Regions from separate parts of the Sus scrofa genome. Here region 2 is linked to region 1. The links are chromatin contacts, called in public promoter capture Hi-C maps. All regions are on one chromosome and are shown on one strand. Each heading gives the region's core, a stretch centred on a gene start, on an enhancer-like site or on the middle of the called end of the contact. The rest is flanking DNA. Distances are from core to core; before and after follow the strand shown.

Region 1 (7,355 bases), core at 2,656-5,155:
TAGATCTAATTATAATATCTCAAATTGAGAAACATTGAAATACACATGATAGATAATATCAACAATGCTGTATAGCAAGTATGTGGTATACAGTAACAAAACCTGAGTCTTCTACTTTTTCCAACATTGCAAGCTGTCTTGGTTCAAATTCCCTTGATTATTTACATAAAACTGCAAGGTTGATTTGGGGTTATGAACATTATCCTTGGCAGGATGTTTCTAAATTACAATATAATTGTATCTTATTTGTCATATTTTCATGTTTGTGTTTTGTGGGGGGGGGGTGTTTTGTTGGTTTGTTTGTTTTGTTTTGTTCTTTAGGGCCACACCTGCGGCATGTGGAGGTTCCCAGACAAGGGGTTAATTGGAGCTACAGCTTCCAGCCTACACCACAGCCACAGCAATGCCAGATCTGAGCCAAGTCTGAGACCAACACCACAGCCACAGCAACTCCAGATCCTTAACCCACTGGGCGAAACCAGGGATCGAACCTGCAACCTCATGGTTCCTAGTCAGATTTGTTTCCGCTGAGCCACAATGAGAACTCCATATTCTTCATATTTTGAATAAACTGTATAGGAAATATAATTACAGCTATTACATTCTAATCTCTGGCAATTAGGTAATTCAAACTGACTCTTATAATTCCTTAGGAGCACATTATAAAAGAGGAATGGTATTTCCCACCATAGTCCCAGCTGCTAATTCCAATTGTCCCATGATTTCACAGCTGCAAATTGGCCCCCACATTCTCACACTTGTTTCAGGCCAATGATGCTTTCCTTAATTAGCACATGACTTAAACTTTAGTCTTGGCTTGTCTGTTGCTTTGCTGTCTGGGCTACCAGAGTGCAGGCTGGCCTAATTGGGAAAGAAAACCTACTTTTACAGTGATGCTATTTGCCGGACATTGAAAAAAGGGAAGAACAATTTGGTTGTTAAATTTGCTTTCTTCATCAACTGAATTTGCATTCTCTGACATCTTCTCTGTTACAATCTAGTCTGGTGTCTAAGCTCTGAACTTCAATTTCTGGTGTTGTATTATTCTTGTGCTTCTTACACCTTATCCAACTTGAGAATGGGCTCTTGAAAAAGCCACTGGGAGCTATGCCTTGTATAAGCCTGTGAGAGACCACTGCGTGCAGAGTGTGATCTGAGGAGACACAAGGCTTTTTTCGGGCAGTCAGTAGGTCAGACTAGTACTGCCCTTTCTTCCTTTTTTACTTTAAATTCCCAGGGTCACTGTCACTCCTCTGGGTGGTTAAGCTACACAGATGAAAACTTTGTTCTAGAGGTCCATGTCAAATGCATGTATAGCAGAGAAGAGAGCATATTTGAGGAAAGTAGTTATTCCTGGCATTCTCTCTGCTTGTCACTAAAGTTTAAGATACATTTTCTTAGAAGTCACCAAGAGAAGGTTCTCCAAGGAGTTAGAACATAGGACAGAAAATGAAAATTGGGATAGGATGAAATGAGAGGAGCATACATTTTGTTTTGGAAGTGATAATCATTAAGTACCTACAATATATAGGAGGTATACTAGATACTGAGGTTGACACAAAAGCAACACAAAACATGTTTCCATGGGTTTGAAGATAATCTATAAGCTGACACACATTTGTGAAGCAGGTACCATAGGCTTCAGCCACAGGTCCAAGCGCTAAAAATAGCATGTGCTACAGAAGCACCTCACAGAGGACATGAGATTCGATCTATATGGTTAAGAGGGAGGAAGTTCAGGCACGTTTATTAGCTGAGTACAGCTGACTTGAAATTGGATTGTATATAGCGTTTGATGGGGAAAAGAAGGAAGCTAATCAGGCCAGAATAAACGATGTATTTGAGCAACTGAAGACAGGAGTTGAGACTTTACTCCATGAGCATTAGAGAGCCACCACAGATATTCGAATAGAGAAATGAGAAGATGAAATGAATATCTTAGAAAGAACTATGTTGTTGGTGGGTTTAAGGTGAGAAGAACTGAAGGAGGAAAGATTGGTTAGGCAATAGCAGTAGTCCATATCTGCCTAGGATGGTAACAGGAGTAAACATGAAAGATGAGAAGAAAGGATTTCTTTTTCTTTTTTCTTTCTGCCTGGACATGGAAAATTATTGTGTTGGAGAGGGCAAAGAAGACTGTGAGGTTTACAACCTGACAGCTGGTGGGGGTGGAGGGTGGGGTGGAGGCAGGAGGTGACCCAGTGTCAGCTAGGTTTCTTAGTAAAGGGGAAAGCCCCAGCTTTCAAAAAGCATAAACTGCAATCATGTGACTTTACAGCTGGAAGGGGCTTTAGAGTTCATCTGTTCAGCTCTTCATTTTATAGGAAGGCAGCTGAGGTTCAGGGCAGCATGTGACTCAATCCAGGACAGTGAGCAGAGGAGGGCACCTGTTAACAGTACCCATACCTTCTCCCACAGAGTCTCACTGCCTGCTTCACCGTCTGTTCTGTCTAGTTCTCTGGACAGTGGTTCTCAAACTCTGTATTAAGGACCAGTGCCCATCTGCAGCCAAATTAGACAAAATAAGAAAAAAGAGCCTGAATCTTTCAAAAAGCTAAATGTCTTCATTTAAAGAACAAATCTTTACTGGGTGAAGATGTCCTTGCTAATAATTAGTGTTAAAATCTTCCTTCATGTAGGAAATGAGTGGCCAATTTTTACCATCTTTTTTACTTTTTTAAATTTATATTTGGCCACACCCCTTGGCATGTAGAAGTTCTCAGGCTAGGGATCCAACCCTATGCCACAATGTAACCAGAGCCACAGCAGTGACAATGCTGGATCCTTAACCCACTGAGACACCAGAGAACTCCTTTACTGTCTTTTTAACTACAATAAAAAGGTAGTAAACAAAGTTCCTTTTTCAGACTTAAAAAAAAAAAAAGTTCTTGAAAAATCTAAAGTCCGAGAGCCATTTCTTAGCATGACAAATTATGTGTGATCTATCTTTACCTAGACACACCTAGTCACAAAAAAGTATTACAAAACACTGCTTTTCTGCCTGTGACCCCACCAGCAAGGCTGGGGTCACAGCCATCTTCTCCTTATCCTTTCCTTGTTTTAGGGCTGGGCCAGGATCCACGGGATGGTCACTGTGGTTGAGGTGAGGGGAAGAGAGATACCTGTTTCTCAGCACTCGGAATCACTATTCCATCTGTCCTTCTGCCTTAGATTAAGGCATGGTGGTAGTAGGGGGAAATGGACCCCAATTCTTTGAATATGGCCATGTGATATTTCTTCAGTCATTTGTAAAGCATCCTACAAAAGCTTCAAGCCACCTTTCCAGCTAGATCATGTCGCCTTTCCCACGTAGACAACCTCGTTGCTATGGTCTGTGTGGGGGATTAGTCTCTCACAAAAGGCAGACTAGTGGGCTGCTCTGCCAGGGCTGCAGAAAAGGTTGAATCCTGCTGGGCTGAGCTCAGACTCCAGGAAGTAGAAGCCGAAAAGAATCCGCTAAGTCACAGGACTCCTGCACACTCAGCCAGCTGCAGGTAGGCCTGATCATCAAAGATTCAATGAGAGCGACCTAATGGGAAGACCACTGCACCCAGAGTTAAGGGACCTGGGTTGCTTCTCCAATTTAGGGAGGTAAACAATACTTTCTTCTTGGGCCTCTTTCCTCAATTCCAAAAGCACGCGTCTAGGATTCCTTTCAGGAATACAAGTTTCCAACATCCAACAGGATTTGGTAGACGTGCAAGGTAGGAACCAAGTAGGGTCCAGCGGAAACCCCCGGTGGGACGCGCGAGATTCAGGGAGCTCCAGCGGTGACTCTCCGCCACGTTGCTTCCGGGAAGCGAAAGAGAGTGCGGGCGGGCGCCGTGCGCGCCCCCGCCAAGCTCAGCGTGCGCGTCTCCGCCGGGCTAGACACCGCCCCCAGGCCTGGCTGGGTGGGCGGGGCAGAACTGGGCGGGGCGGGGCGCACGGGGAAGACGGTTGTCCGGAGAGGAGGCCGAAGTGCTGGACGAGGAGGAGCTGGGAGAAGGCGGCGGCCCGGCGGGGCAGAGAGGCAAGGAGGAGGCGGGCTGCGCGGGGGTGTGGGGCTCAGAGCGGCGCCGGGATAGCGCGGAGCAGCCGGGCACGGCGGCCACGGCAGCCAGGGCCTGGGCCGCGGTTCGGCCGGGCCGGCCGGTGAGTGTCGGGGAGGCCTGCAGGGGAGGCCGGCACGTCCCGGGCTGCGCCGGGGACAGAGGCGGCGGCTGGGCCGGGCGAGGCCTTTGGTCCGCGGCGGAGGCGGCCGTGGGGTTTGCGGACTGGGTCTGGGGGGAGTAAACACGGCCCTGTGCCGGCCTCACGGGTCGCGGGGCCGGGGTCCTGGAGCCGTGAGGGCGTCGGCGCCCAGCCTGCCACCCGGCCAGCAGTGGAGGCCGTCAGCAAATGGCGACCCAGACCCCGGGGGCCGACCCCCGTGTCACCCGGGCTCCTCGGGTGTCTGGGCTTTGAGAAGGGGTGGAGCAGGCGTTCAACTTAGGAAACCCTGAGAACCTCGAAGACCCGGCTTCTCTTTCCTTTGGCGGTTTAGAAACTTGCGTTCCGTGGGGACTAACGGGTTAAAGTAGGATTGGGAGGCATCCTCCGCCGTCTCTCTCCACGGGACCAGTGAAGTTGGTAACTTTTCCATTCATGGAAGTCAGAGGATCTAAGTCTTAACCTCAGCCCTTGTGAAAGAGAAACATCCTGATTTTATAGATTTGAGGGGTATGACCATTTCCAAGTTATTTGTGTTCTGTCTCGTGGAAGTCCATTGCTTGGAAGGGGGCCATAGGGTGCACACGTTGAATGCAAAATAATCTCCTTTGAGTATGTTTCTAACTCGTGTATTTGAAGAATAGAGACAGAACAGCGTGTTGTTTACATGGTTCTAGTACTCCTTTCCCCTCTCCCTGTGTCTTGTTTTTCTTTCTGAGCCATGTCGTAAGTCTCAGATAAAAGATGCTTGGGAAGGAATTGACCTTTTATTCCATAATTACTTTGTTGACTCTGATCCAAAATGAAGTTATTTATGGTCATTCTCATATTAGTGTAGATTAACTTAAAACTTTAGATACAGAACCCCAAGCTTACTATGGTTTTAATTTCTGTTTTCTATTTCAATACTGTGTTGTGTCCTTTAAGAGATGTAGTAAATTATAGTAACAGAGTTTTTGCATTTTGCTCATATTAAGCTTTTCCAAAGCAGTCCCGTTGTTGACTCGGCAAAAGGGAAAGAGTAGCATAAAATGTACGTTTAGGGTTTTGCTAGGGGTTCAATTTTTTAGTATACGGTTTCGCTGAATCACTGTTATATATGCTTAGTCACTGTTTCTTACTACATAAGTTTAATTGGGGATAACATTATGTTTTGCCAACTTTTTAAATTGCCAGTTTGTTTTCACTTGGTCCTTTAATTCGGTGACATAGTTTTTTCGTGATTCTGGAAATGTTAGTGGGTGGAGTTTTGTAAGTGTTATCAGAGAACTGAAGTTTCCGATATAGGCAAACTTATGCATTCCAAGTGTACTAGGTATTTAATTTCAATCCAGTATTTCTCTATGGCCAGCATTGGAGACTTTTTAATGCAGAGTGTCCTAATAAAATAGGCTATTAAAGAAAAATAATGCCTATTTTGAGATAATGTATATAGTTGAGAGGTACTTTAAGGTCACCAAAATAGGCACTGTTTAATGTATTTTTACTATGTGGTATAATATGTTGCTAAGATGTAACTTTTAATGACATAAGCCTTATATGCTATTCTGTATAGTTTTAGATAAATAATTTTAACTGAATTACCATGACTTTGTTTCTTTAGACAGAGTTACTGCATGCTGTGGAAAAATGTATTTGTAGAATTTATTGATGTTAAAGTCTTCAGTCAAAAGGTTGTATAAAATATTATTTCATTTCAAATTTATTTTGATGAAATAGGTGAGATTGGCCTTGTTTAGTAGTGGTTTTGACACTGTAGGTAGTAGATAGTTAAATACAGATAAGCATGCCTCAATCACAACCCAGTCTGAAAAACTTTTACAAAAAGGGTATGTCCTTTTTTTTTTTTAAAAAAAGAGTGGTAGTGTTAGCATTAGATAGTTCTTCATATGACTGCTTTTAGTAAGCTTTTTACATATAAATGACCTGATTTAAAAATGATTATACATAAAGCTTTGTGCATGTAGATGTGGCTGTTGTGTAGAGTGAGGTATATCTGTTTTCTGAGAAATACAAGTTTGTATCCTACTGGACACGCCCTTAATTATAATCGACCTTTGTAGAATTCTAGGTTGTTTTCACCATTCAGTAATTGCCTCAAGGTGACAAAGCTGAGAGTCCTTGGAAGCCCATTCCGCTGTGCATGCTGCCCATTTTAATAAGCTGAATTCTGCCATTTGGGTGAATTATTTTTATCTGAGTATCAGCTCAAATAAGTTCTGGTATGGGTATTAAATATTTATAGTTATTATTTTAATTTCTGATGTAAGTTTCTAGTAATTCCATTTGCTTATTTAGTGGAGAACAGTTGCAAATAGTTAGAACTTTCGCTTTGGAACAAGCTATCCATAACCATATTTAGAAATGGAAGATGTATGTTTTGATCATATCATAACTGGAAGGGTAAAAACTTGAAAACAAAATTCCATATAATGAGGTCATCATTCTATAAATAGAAAGTCAGAACCAAAATTTAATAAAAGAGTGTATACAGTGTAACCCATTTAGCCATTTTGGATTTATCAGTAGGGTATGTACTTTGGGTTGAGAATTTAATGAGTTTGGATTTTTGATCTTGTCTCATCATCCCACCCCACCCCGTTTTTAAAAATGTCTGAGTGAAGTTATAAATTTATTATGGTTTTTAGTCTTTTTTGTTTTGTTTTGTTTGGCTGCACCTGTGGTGTGTGAAAGTTCCCAGGCCAGGGATCCAACCCATGCCACAGCAGTGACAACGCCTGATTTTTAATATTATGGTCTTTAAAACTTTGAGTGCACCTGATCAGTAAATCAGCCAGCAAATGTTTGTGTTTACTATGTAGTACCTCCAACTATACAAGAAGGATGGGATTTGCTCTGGAGGAGTTAAAACTGATTGGTAGATATAAAATTTCCATTGTAGACCTAATTGTAATAATAATTAACTAGTTGAACAAGTCTGTCTATAGCTCCACCTTAGCCTTACATTGAAGCTACATTTTATTTTCTCAGTAAAATTCTTTTTAATCTAATATCATATTAATTGTAATATTAAAGAAGTATGCTTGATACCACTTCCTTTTTTGAGCTTCCCATCCTTATGTTATACATACTCAGGCACCTGCACATGTGCAGACACCACTGCTGCTTTTCTTTTTGAATTGGATGCTTCTGTAGTCAGTAAC
Region 2 (7,355 bases), core at 2,798-5,297, 1.5 Mb after region 1:
GTGGAAACAAACCTGATTAGTATCCATGAGGATGCAGCTTCCATCCCTGGCCTTGCTCAGTGGGTTAAGGATCCAGCATTGCTGTGAGCTGTGGTGTAGGTTGCAGATATAACTCGGATTCCATGTTGCTGCGGCTGTAGCATACACTGGCAGCTGTAACTAGATTCGATCCCTAGCCTGGGAAGTTCCATATGCCACACCTGTGGCCCTGAAAAAACAAAAAAAAAAAGGAAAATCTTTTCATGTACTTAAATTATTTTCACAAATCTAATTAATCAAATTTACAAATATGTAAAAAAAAATCAACCAAGGTCTCATATATTCCACCTCACTGTATAAAACAGTGCTGAACTATGCCCCCCGCCACCCGGTGCAAATTCAGACAATGAAGTCCTAATAACCCCCAGTAACTCAGAATGTAATCTGGAGATAGGGCCTTTCTGTAAAAAACAAGGTCATATGGGTGGCCTCTAAGAGAGAAAATGCCTGTCTTCAAGACAAGGAGAATCCTTAGAATGAAGCCAACCTTCTCAACACCTTAATCTTGGACTTTGAGCCCCCAGAACTATCAGGAAATTAATTTCTATTGTTTAAGCCACCCGGTTTGCGGTACTTTGTTTTGGCAGCCATGACAAACTAATACCCCTTGGCTCTTAGTTGATACATATAAATGTATTTTCCATCTAGTTCTAAATTTCTTTGAATTTGAGGTTTTTCTCTCATATGCTTAGAATCATGCTTAATAATAATATTAATTTTCATGCCTTTATTTGACTACTCAATCACAATTTCCATGCAGATTTTACTGACAGTTCTAAATTCATGTGAAAGAGCAAAGGCTCAAGAATAGTTATGATACTTATGAAAGAAAGATATTGTACAGGCTTTCACCCTGTCAGATATCAAATCTTATTATAAAGGAACAATAATTAAGATTTGTGTTACTGGTATGCATATAGACAAAAGAGACTAATAAAAACGAATGCCCAGAAACAGACCTATGCATATATAACTGGAGCATTAAAGATGAGTAGTGAAAGGATGACTATTTAATGGGTGATTGATAGTCACTGGGAACTAGTTAGCTATATAGGAGCATATTTTAAAATTAGATCCCTAAAGGAAAGCAAAACAAAACAAAAACATCCAGGTGGGTTAAATTTTTAAATATGAAAAACCAAAATTCTAAAACTTTTAAGAGAAAATGAAGGAAATTACTTTTTACAGCCCCGGAGTACAAAAGAGTTTTCTTGGAGTTCCCATCGTGGCTCAGCAGAAACAATCTGACTAGGAACCATGAGGTTGAGGGTTCGATCCCTGGCCTCACTCAGTGGGTTAAGGATCCGGCGCTGTGGTGTAGGTCATAGACCTGGCTCGGATCTAGCGTTGCTGCAGCTGTGGTGCAGGCCGGTGGCTACAGCTCCGATTTGACCCCTAGCCTGGGAAACTCCATATGCCATGGATGTGGCCCTAAAAAAAAAGAGTTTTCTTGATTTCATTTTTTAAGCCAAATGCCAAATGCACAAACCATAAAGTAAGGCTGATACATCTGACTACTTCGGTATAACAAATGATACCACAAAGAAAGAGTAAGATGAGCCCCAGACTGGAACAAAATATTTTCCTTGCATGTTACTGGCAGGCCTAGAATCCTGAATATTTAAAGATTTCCTAAAAAATTAGTAAGAAAAAAACAAACATCCCAATAAGAAAAATGGAGCAAGGATATGAATATGCAAGTCACATGAACAGGAGTATAATAGGCCAATAAACACATAAAAAACATACCCAGTCTCCCTAGTAAGCAAGGATATGCAAATTAAAGGGACAATGAAATTTCAGTCACCCACCGAATTTGAAATTTTTTTTTTAATGTCTGAGGACACCAGGTTTTGAGAAGGATGTAGATCAAAAGAAATTCACATTCTGCTGGTGCAGCTGCTTTGGAGAATAATTTGGCAATATCGAGCAAAGCTTGCAGATGCTCATCCCTTTCTCAACTACTTTATTCCTATATACATGCCCTAAAGAAATTCCTTTATGTGAAGAATGTATGTACAAGAGTATTCACTGCAGTCTTGTCTCTTATGACAAAAATGTGAAGTTAAATGTCTGTTATTACACTGACATATTTTGGTATATTAATTTAGTAGCATACTAAATACACAATAGTAAAAATGAGCTAAAGCTACATAATCAACATGGATATTGACAAGGGAAAAAACTTTTATAACAATGCATAAAGAGTGTCAATGAGGCTTTAAAACCTACATAGTAAAAACGTCTATTGTTTATGGATATACTAATTTTCAGCAGTCAAAAAACCAGACTCAGAATGTTTCTAAATTCAAGAGAGGATCCTGAAATGAATGAATTAGGGAGCCGGATACAGAGAATTCTTCGAGTTTATTTGTATAGCTTTATTTCTTTCAAAAATGAAAACCAAAATAAAATAACAAACTTGGAAATGAAAATGGCAAAATGGCAAGGTATGATATATCTGGATGGTAAATCCACAGGTATGCCTTATAATAACCTCTATGTTTCAGAAATGAAATATTTGTTATAACCAAGTTCACACTTAAGGGGGAAGTTTTTTTTTTTTTTTCCAATTTTTGGTACAGGCATTTGATCCCAGAGGGAACTGTTTTACCACTAAAATTTTTTAATAAAAATTATATATATTTAAGAGGTGCAACATGATTTGATATACATATACACAATAAAATGGTACCACAAACTAATTAACATATTCACCTCCTCACAATTTTTAGTATTGATACAGTATTAACTATAGTTAACTATAGAGCTCTAAACTTACTAGTCCTATCTAACCGTAACTTTATACCAGAATAAAGATACTTTAAAGTTATCTTTCTCCCAGTAAAGAATTTATTTGGCCGTCATACAGGTTTTTTTAATCCATTCATCAGATGTTTTTTGAGAAACAATCTCTGCGAGGCTCTGTGGCTAGCATAACAGAAGCATATGATACAAGACATCATCTCTTTTTCATTAATATTTTTAAAAATATTACTATTTGAATTTATTGAACTTCGCATTTTGGGGTTTTCTTTGTGGATTTCATGCTACAAATAGATCAAGTAGATAGATGTCTCACCCTCAAAAAAAAAAAAAGACATCATCAAAAAAGTAGTTTTTCTCAAGTAGTTTGTATTCGTGTGGGGAAGTTCTTAAACCAAAAACTGGATATAAAGTGATAATAACAAAGAGATGTACAGGATGAAAAGAATTTACATCTGTCTGGAGTAGCCAAAGTCAATTTCAGGGAGATACTTTCGAGCTGACTTAAAAGGGAGAAGTGTTTGCCAGGGGAACAAAAGCATTCCACGCAGATGGAACAGCTCGTACAGAGAACTGGAGAGAGCAGCACGGGAACGTTTGAGAAGTAGAGGCTGAGGGCCTGTAGGTGGGGTGAAACTTGTTGGGAGGATGTCAAAATTAGAAGCTCAAAAGGAGGAGCCTGTTGTGGGGGCCTGAATGTGTCGGAACTGGTGCTGTACTTAGGTCACTAGGCGGGAAACGGCGGCCCCGCAAGCGATGAAAGAAGTTTCCACACAACTTGTAAGAGACATGGCTGGGGTCAGACCTTGAGTTTCCTGACTTCAGGGTGATCCACCCCTGGTTGTGAAACGGCTACTGTACCCTCTGTAGCTCCGAAAGCGGAATTGCACAAAGAGCTCCTTTCCCCAGTTGCTTACAGCCTTGTACTACTTGTTTCCCACTTCCTCTCGGCCCCCCATCCGCCCGAGGATGCTTCCTGCCTCCCAAACACCGCAGTCCATTCAGTCTCTCAAACCCACACACAGAGGTCCCAAGAAGTCTCTGCGAACCAACCCTCGGAAACCACAAGTCCCAGCATGCAAAGCTCCTGTTAGAAAAGGGCCGCTAGATGGACCAGCATGCAACGCTCTGCGAAGGAGGCGGGGCTCTCTATAGGGAAGGCCCACTGGTAGCGTTGCCGAGGCAACTCCAATTCCGTGACAGAATACACTTCCGCCTGGGAGGCCGGGGACCGCGAGTCGCGCTGCTTTGTCGCTGTGACGCCATCCACCTGCGGCCGCGCGTGTACAGAGGTTCCGGCGGGTGGCTCCTCTCCGGCTTGAAACCTTAGAGCGGCTTCTTCTCGTCTGCGGCTTCTGACCTGCGAGCAAAGGAAAAAGCAACGAGATGACAGACCGCTACACCATCCACAGCCAGTTAGAGCATCTGCAGTCCAAATACATCGGCACCGGCCACGCCGACACCACCAAATGGGAGTGGCTGGTGAACCAGCACCGCGACTCCTATTGCTCCTACATGGGCCACTTCGACCTTCTCAACTACTTCGCCATTGCCGAGAATGAGAGCAAAGCGCGAGTCCGCTTCAACTTGATGGAGAAGATGCTGCAGCCTTGCGGCCCGCCCGCCGACAAACCGGAGGAGAACTGAGACCTCACCGTCTCACCGCTGTACGTGAGCACCTCTCTGCGTTCCTCCGGTTTGTCGTCATTCCCGCGGGTTCCTCTCCCAAGTGGACGGATTCTTCATAGCTCTGCTTTTCGTGCTTTCTTTGTACAGAGGTCCTTACCCGGGGCGTTCCGTCCGACCTGCCTTCCTGTGGAACAAAGTGTTGGGAGACCCGTCATAACCCCTGAGAAACTGAACAGTGGAGAGATCCTAAAGTCTGCAGACGTTAGAGGAGATATGGCTGGAGTGAGATGGGATTAAGAGGCTCGTTTTTGGCTAGTTGACTGTCTTCGTTGCTTTTTCTATAAAGTTTAGAAATGTTTCGGTCTCTTGGTGTGGACTACTTGTGTTCTGGTGGAGGGGCCAAGGAGGGCTCTGGGACTGTGGTTTGCCGGGTGGCGGGGGGTATAAAGAAGGGAAGGGTTGGGGAGGGGTTCAACAGTAGCACAGGGCCAAAGTTCGTTGCCAGACACTTAAATACGCTCTTTATAATATTCTCCAACCCTGACTTCTCCCAGGAACTTTTCTCAGGCCCTTAACACATTCACTATTGAGGTTTGTGATCACTGTGTCCTTTTTCTTTCATACAAAAAAAAAAAATCTTGACTCGCTTTGCCTTCTCTCTGTAGATTACACCTCTTTCTTTTGGAAATACGTGGACATATCTTGAGTATTGACAAACTGTCAAATTAGTTCTTAAATTCATTCAGCAAATACGTGTTGAATTTTATGTGGCAGGCTTTAAGGACCTATATTACACTGGTTGGGGGAGCAGAAGACCACAAAATTTGCAGACATAAGCAAGCACATGTTGGAGGGTGCTGTGGAGAATGAGAGTAGCAGTAGGGTTGCAGTTTTAAGTAGAATGCTCAGGAGTTCCCATCCTGGCTCAGCGGAAACAATCTGACTAGGATCCATGAGGATGCAGGTTTGGTCCCTGACCTCACTGAGTGGGTTAATGATCCGGCTTTGCTGTGAGCTGCAGTGTAGGTGGCAGATATGGCAGGGATCCTGTGTTGCTGTGGCACAGGCCAACAGCTACAGCTCTGATACAGTCCCTAGCCTGAGAACCTCCATATGCCACCGGTGTGGCCCTAAAAAAAAAAAAATCCATAAATAAGATGTTCATGTTAAACTATTGAGAAGGTAACATTTAAGCAGAGACTTTAAGGAAATGAGGGAAATACCATGCGGAAAACTGGGGAAATCGTTTCCCAGGTAGAGGGAACTGCCAGTGCAATGTTCCTACTACAGGGATTGTGGCAGGCTTACTGGAAAAACAGCAAACAAACAAGTATGATTGAAGGGAGTGAGTGAGGGAAAGAGTAGAGGGATAGATTATGGAGGGAAACAGATAAAAGTAGAGCCTGATTGGCCAGTGTAAGGACTTGTGGCTTTTACCCTAAAGAGGTGGGGAGCCATTGGAAGATTATTAAGTGATACAGTCTGACATATTTTAGATCAGTGGGTCTCAAATGTTTTGACCTTTGGACATAATTACATTCTTAGAAATTCTTCAAGACCCCCACAGAGCTTTTGTTTTTGAGAGTAATAGCTGTTGATAGTCACCAAGCTAGAAATTAAAACAGAAAATTTAAAATACCTAGTAATTCATTTTAAAATAGCAATAGTAAAACTATTACGTGTTAACAACATTTTTGTGAAAAATAACTACTTTCCAAAACAATTTAGTGAGAAGAATGGTGCCTTAAAAAAAACAAAACAAAACAGGCGTTCCCAGTGTTGGCCTTGGTAACGAACCTGACTAGTATCCATGAGGACTCTGGTTCAATCCCTGGCCTCTCTCAGTAGATTAGAGTTCTGGCATTGCTGTGAGCTGTGGTGTAAGTTGCAGCCATGATTGGAGTCTGCGTTGCTGCGACTGGCATAGGCCAGCAGTTGCAACTTGGACTTGACCCCTACCTGGGGAACTTCCGTATGCTATATGTGCAGACCTGGAAAAAAAAAAAAAAAAAAAAAAGCAGTTTTGCAGATGACTTCAATGTCTGGCTTAATATAAGACAGCTGAATTCTTTTTTTTTTTTTTTTTGTCTTTTTAGGGCTGAAACTGACATATGTGTATGAAAGCTCCCAGGCTAGGGTTCAAATGGGAGCTGCAGCTGCTGGCCACAGCCACAGCCACAGCAACGCCAGATCCAAGCTGCATCTTCAACCTACACCACAGCTCACCACAACACCTGATTCTTAACCCACTGAGCAAGGCCAAGGATCAGAACCCGCCTTTTCATGGGTACTAGTAGGTTTATTGCCACTGAGCCACAAAGGAACTCCAAGACAGCTGGATTCTTGTATCTTCTACATTCAAACTATTGGGATATGATTTTGGTTGAAGTATGAAAAATCCATGTCACATAAATATATAGTAAAGGAGAAATATTTTAATAGCCTTTCCAAGTAGTTATGGATATTCTTTTTTTTTTTTTTTTTGCAACACCCACAGCATGTGGAAGTTCCCAGGCCAGGGATTGAACCTGCACTACAGCAGTGACCAGAGCCACTGCAGTGAGAAGGGAACTCCCCAATTATGGATACTCTTTGATACATTAGCAAAGCCCAACAAGTGGTAATTTCTTAGAAGTTAGTTACAACATGGAATCTGATCAATGAACTTTTCATTGTCTAGTACATTAAAATTCATTAATCTGGAGTTCCTGCTGTGGTGCAGTGGGTTAATGATCTGGCTTTTCTCTGTGGAGGTGCTGGTTCAATCCCTGACCTGGTGCAGTGGGTTTAGGATCCAGTGTTGCTGTGAGTTGCAGCTCTGGCTTGGATTCCATCCCCGGCCCAGGAACTTCCATATGCTGTGGGTTTGGCCATTTAAAAAAAACAAAATTTTTTTCTCTAATCTGTCTTTTGCTCATACA

Evidence for each region. Promoter capture Hi-C pulls out the DNA fragments that hold promoters and counts their contacts.
Region 2: a contact with region 1 is called in a promoter capture Hi-C map of liver, with 4 times the contacts expected there. The contact joins the promoter of SF3B5 here to the promoter of FBXO30 in region 1. A contact is called at or near these places in 2 of 5 promoter capture datasets (fetal skeletal muscle and liver) and 1 of 47 Hi-C or Micro-C datasets (embryonic fibroblasts).

What each region holds. Positions count from the first base shown.
Region 1 is chr1:19,752,327-19,759,681 of Sscrofa11.1, forward strand. FBXO30 (F-box only protein 30) reads left to right here and starts at 3,906. Exons shown (of 3, transcript XM_003121151.4): 1 at 3,906-4,012.
Region 2 is chr1:21,227,217-21,234,571 of Sscrofa11.1, forward strand. It overlaps SF3B5 (splicing factor 3B subunit 5), which reads left to right and starts at 4,048. Exons shown (of 2, transcript XM_003121152.4): 1 at 4,048-4,472; 2 at 4,582-4,798. The coding sequence starts at 4,192. The coding sequence ends at 4,452.